Regions from separate parts of the Dromaius novaehollandiae genome. Here region 1 is linked to region 2. The links are chromatin contacts, called in public Hi-C maps. All regions are on one chromosome and are shown on one strand. Each heading gives the region's core, a stretch centred on a gene start, on an enhancer-like site or on the middle of the called end of the contact. The rest is flanking DNA. Distances are from core to core; before and after follow the strand shown.

What was found. Hi-C and Micro-C count contacts between places; a contact is called where the count stands out from the background.
Region 1: a contact with region 2 is called in a Hi-C map of brain, with 2.8 times the contacts expected there. The contact joins two enhancer-like sites. A contact is called at or near these places in 3 of 4 Hi-C or Micro-C datasets (brain, liver and ovary).

What each region holds. Positions count from the first base shown.
Region 1 is chr10:7,370,700-7,373,399 of bDroNov1.hap1, reverse strand. No RefSeq gene overlaps it. Among named protein-coding and RNA genes, the nearest start is that of CHD2, 28 kb to the right of the region's middle. Within about 2 kb of position 1,314, at least 2 of the 2 cell types and tissues checked have open chromatin away from gene starts, as enhancers often do.
Region 2 is chr10:7,334,316-7,337,015 of bDroNov1.hap1, reverse strand. The region is part of intron 2 of CHD2 (chromodomain helicase DNA binding protein 2); the gene reads left to right. Among named protein-coding and RNA genes, the nearest start is that of CHD2, 8.5 kb to the left of the region's middle. Within about 2 kb of position 1,280, at least 2 of the 2 cell types and tissues checked have open chromatin away from gene starts, as enhancers often do.

The DNA.
Region 1 (2,700 bases), core at 65-2,564, 36 kb before region 2:
GGGAGATTTGATCTCATTTTCATCCTTGAGAGAAGCTAGTGTTGTAGGAATATGTCCTTCCTGTGCATTCCAGTGCTTGATCAGGGCTGGAAGTAGTCCTGCAGCACTAGTATGGTCTTTTCCCCAAGCTAATAAACTCTGCTTCTTGCTAGGGCTGATGAGCCCGGGTGGAGAGCCTGCTTTGGGTATGTTAGAGCACTTCATCGTTCCATATAAACACTCTGCTGATCTTGCTGGCTTCCATGAAAGTGTGATTCAACATCCTCTTGTACATCATGGAATACAAAAATGGGCTTACCAGCCTGCCGTGTTGAGTGGGAGCCTGCTTCTGTTGCTCTGCTTTAGGACCCCATTTGTCTGTACTCCCTGACCATATCAAGACTGGTCCCTGTAAAAAAGGGACCAAAGAAGGGGAATTCCCAATGCATCGTCTTGTTCAGCAGTGCACAAGCCATGATCTGGCCTGCCTCAGGCCTTAAACATTTAGGATGAATTAAACTGTGGAATATAGAAAAGAACTATTTTTTTCCCCTTACTCTAATGCAGTTAAGAGGTCAGAACATCAAAACTGGTGCAGGAAGGTCTGAAGTACACCTTTGTGCCTGGGTGCAGTCCAAGGATTATGAAGATGTACATGTTTGGAGGGAGATGGACCATGCCATCACTTTCTTAGGGTTTACCACATGTGCATTTTAACCTGGTAACGGAGATGCTGTAGCAGCCCTGCCAGGAGAGGCTGCAGGCAGGACATAGTGGAGCAGTCCAGAGCCCAGTTCCCGGTTCCCTCTGCCATGGCAGCACCCTGCCTGTTCCCACCCTTGTGGTGGTCTGCACCAGCTTCTCATTCCCAGGAAAAGGGAGCGTGGTATTGACTTGTACCCACCCAAACTTCTTACTGAAAATATTTCTCCCGAAGGTGGCTTTCACAGGTTCCACCACAAGCTGGGATAGATCCTAAAACACATGCAGCCTTTGTTGGAAGTGTGCATTCCTTCTGGAGCTAGCTGTCCTGCCTTTGCACACTGACCCAAGTTAATTTATCAAAAGAGTTCCAGTGGTCAGTTTTAATATTGAATAATAAAAATACTTTAAACAAAAGTGTGGAAAAACATCAGTGAACAAATCTGCAGTGAGAGCAAGAGGCACTAGATAGCCAGTCTTTTCTGTCCCTATTCTTACCGAGTCTGTGCTTGTGACTCGAGTTTTCCAGCAATTAAATGGTTAACTTCAGGACTAATTGGCTCTGAGAGCTCCAGTCCTTTGCAACAGATTATTGGCATGCTGTTTAAGAGCAGCTTCCCTTCCCCCATCATTATAAAAACATGTACTGTAGCGAGAAACCGAATACCACATGGTGCGCTATACCGATCCCGTCAGTACTGCAGCTCAGGGTTTAGCACAAAAGTCCCTTTATATTTGGGAACTAGAGGGAGAAAATTCTAGAACGCAAGATCGCAGCGATACCCACTGAATCAGCAGATATATTTTCCGAGCGATCCCTGTACATGGCGTCGTAGCACGAGCCCTGCTGCCGCTGTGTGCTAGCGCTGCGCTGCCCACACCGAGTCACCACGCTCCGCAGGACTTCAAAATCACCGGGTGTGGAAGAATTTGGGTGTTTCCCAAAAGCTGCAGCCTCTGAGGCAGATGTGAAAGGCTGGACAGCATGCGAGGAGGAGAGCCCTGCATGCCCCTTGTTGTTGCTGGCTTTGTCAGGTTATGGCTTGGAGAGGGCTCTCTGTCGAGCTTCCCTGAGGCTGAATGCAAGGAGAGGAAAAATGAAGGCAAAGGGAAACGAAAAAAAATCAAGTTGCGTTTCTGCTTTCCCTGGGGTGCGAGCGTTTTTAGGCAGCTGTCTGTAGAGGCAGTCGCCATTTTGTGAAACAGAACTAACGCAGCAGAGAGACATGTTGCAGTCACGGAAGTTTCTATTTTAAGTGTTCCCTCTTAGTTTTAATCGAGAGGTTGCTCCTCCTTCACCCTCTTTCAGTCCAAAGGCTTTTATTTTAATCCTAAGGTAAAACAGCAACAAGGACAAGAAAGAAAATGAGGAAAAGGGGCTAAGTTCTCCCAGGGAGGTTGAAATCAAGTCTGTCTCCAGGAGACTTGGAAAATGTTTAAGGTGTTACTTGACTCCAGAAATATCACTAAGTCCATGGTTAAGATAAACAGCGTTTTAACGTGGCTGCGCACCCAGTTTAACATAGATAAAACCATAGCCGAGATGTTCAGAGAAAATGTAGTTTTTCAGTTGAGGATTAGGTATGTTTTTAAGCAGAGTATTTGGTTCTAGTAGAAGAAAGTGGCTGACTGATCCAGGCACGCAAAATACCAATGTTTTTTAGCTTGCGGTGGCTGCCTTGACTTCCAGGTGGAATTCAAGGTATTAGTTTTGATCTAAGATCTCGGATCGCTTTCTCTCTAGTACCACAGAACCGTTCATTTGATCAAGTGAGAACATACAGATTGCTAGGAGCAGGAGTCAGACTGAATCCCCTTCAGTATCAAATTCCCAGCAAGTGTTACTGGGCATTTTTGTTAAGGGTCTTCAGTGCTGGAATTTACTTTCTCCGCTCTTTTGGCTCTTTTGCTTTCAAAGTACATTATAAGGCTCATTTATTTAACAAGTCTCTGAGAGGTGGGAGAGGGAACATTAATGCTGGTGTTTGGGAGTACAGGATTTTGGTTTTGTGTTATTTT
Region 2 (2,700 bases), core at 31-2,530:
AAAACTCATGTCTTTAGTGACTTGTGGTGAAGCTTTTGTAGATGTCATGCTGTTAAAGTCTCCTTTTCTTGGAGCAGGGAGTGTCTTTAGGATCTATAAGCAGCAAAATATGGCTGAGTCTTTCCAAATGTGCAGTAGCTTTTATTACATCACTGCTTGTGCAGCACTGCTGCTAAATTATAATTTTCAGTATATGAGTTGCTTTAGTACTTACCTGTGGTTGAGATCATCCACATTATAGCATGTGTGTTCTTCTGGTCTTGGCCTGTAAGGTTTAAAAAAAAAACAAAAAAACTTGGATTCCCTTCTGGTGTTGTGCTGGTAACTTCTCACATGGGATTTCATCTTGGCAGGGCTTCTGTGAAGTATATTTGCCAAGTGCTGAATACTTCACAGCAGCGATACTGAATGCTTTATTGCTCATGAACCTTTACCCCAGCCATAAACAGGTCTGTTGCAACGTGAAGAATATGCTCATTCCAGCTCACCTAGTTCCTTAAAGATGTAATTAATTAGGTTTCTCACAGGTTTTATTGCTAGGTATGGATGGCTTAATATAATTGCTAATATATTAATTACAGAAACCATTTAGACTCTTTCCTGGTGAGGAACTACAGAGCTGATGCCAGTTGCAGGGCTTTGAATGCAATGTGATGTCTATAGAATGAAGGCTTAATGATCAATCTTAGATCTGTTGTTTAAAAACAGGTTTTAACAGTCACTTGGCATAAAATCCTCTGGCCAGGTCAAGTTCCCTTCTTCTGAATTTCAGGTAATTTGGAAGCAGGAAGGAATTTGTCTATCTTTGTGTTTTGTTAATGATTGTAGGTCCCAAATTTCCATGTTACTGTGTTTCTTTAATTTAACTGTTAAATCTCAGAAGAAATTTGCAAATGTTAAAAGAGAGGGAAAAACTCTTTCTGTGCTAAGTTAAACCTAGCTCATGAGTGCAGTCCAGTCTCTCCCTGAAGCATCTACTTGTTCTTTACAAGAAATCTGGTGCTGACTGTGTACAGAGTTCCCTTTGTGCTGGCCGTGGAGCTGTAGCCTGGCTGTGCTCCCATGTGACAAAGCAGAGGCTGTAGTTGGAATGGATGAGGGGCATGGTGAATTAATCCCTGCCCCGTTATCTCAGCCTTACGGAAATGTGTGTGCTATTCTCCTCCAAAGTGTGGACATGCTCCTTTCTTTATGCGGTTATTAGGATGTTCTCAGCAGTGGGTGCTGCCTGAGTGGGAACAGCAGCAGGAGCAAGCCTGAGTCGTCCTGCAGCGGTTTGTGAATGTAAAGCGTTGTAACACATGGCCACATTCCTGGGGAGAGAGAGATCTGCTCTTTTCAAAGTCCTGAGAACTGCAATTGTACTTTCCTTTCACTGGGAGGGAAGGGAAAGGGTGCTGCCTTTGGAGCTTCTCAATGGCACTCCTTAATCAAGCAGACAGGTTTTGACTCCTTTTGTCACTGTGCTGGATTTCTTTTATTTCTTTTTTCCTTCTCCTGCTAAACATCCCAGGCATTTTCAGCCTCTGGCTCAAAGATCAGAGAGTGAGAGAGCCCGCTCTCCCAATCTTGAATGAACTGCTAGTTTTGCTTTATTATGCAAGCATAGTGTGGTGTCTTTGTAGTGGAAAAAAAACTTGGAAAATGCTTGTCATTCAAGATAGGCCAGTGTGCTTTACAGGGAGCTGCAGCAGAGCAGTGAAGGATATATTTAGCTCACTCTATGCTCAGGATTTACTCTGCTTTTGGAATTTAGGAATTCTACGCTGGGGACAGCAGTGATGTTGGCCAGAATATCTGTGCAAATTTCCCTCCACCTCCTCCCCTTCCAGTCCTTTGAGTTTGACTTGAAACTGGCACAAACCAATTCAGATGGTTATTTAGATAGGATACCTGCTGAGTGCCTAATCCCTTGTTTGTTACAGTAGCACCGTGGCTCTACTGTTTCTGTTGCTGTATAAATGTAATTAACACACACAATTTGCAAGCAGAGTTTGTAATCTTGGGTGGAAAACGTGTATGTTCTCCATGGTAACTCTCTCTTCATTTGCCAATTTCAGAGAAAAAAAAAGTTACCTATCACAGAAAACGAGGTTGGGGAAATATTTTGCTGTCTCTGCCTGCCCCTTTTAATCTCTGTCCTTTGAAGGGCATGTTGGATATCTGGCAGGAGCAACCTTATAATCCTGGGGACCATTTCTGCCCCCTGTCAGCCAGCCCACATTTGGCCAAATACACGTTCAGAGTTTGAGGCTTGCTTCTAAACTGCATGAAGAGTCTGTCTGTGTCTAGCGTGTTCTAGTTTCTTAAATTCCTATTTTGAGCCAGCTCATTAATGCAAAGCTAGAAATGCATAGGGTGTAAGGGTACTGCTAGGTAGAAGAGCAAGATTTTTTTTTTTCTCCCCTCCCTTCCTCCATTTCCATTTTGCCTACAGGAAATAAGCTAGGGAAAGCTCTTTCATTAACTTAGCCTTCTCAACTATTACCACCAAGAAAATATTTGCCTTAGGAGACTGGCAAGCACCAGTTACTCTTTTTAATGGACTTTCGGGATAAAGTAGAAAGCTCAGAAAACTGGGAATGAAATTGTCTTCTGTATCACAGTTTGTACCATTCACTTAGCTCTCGTACAAGCCCAGAAGCTCCAATGGAGTTCTCATTCCTGTGTTGTCTGTGTATTACCCCTTTTTCATTGAAT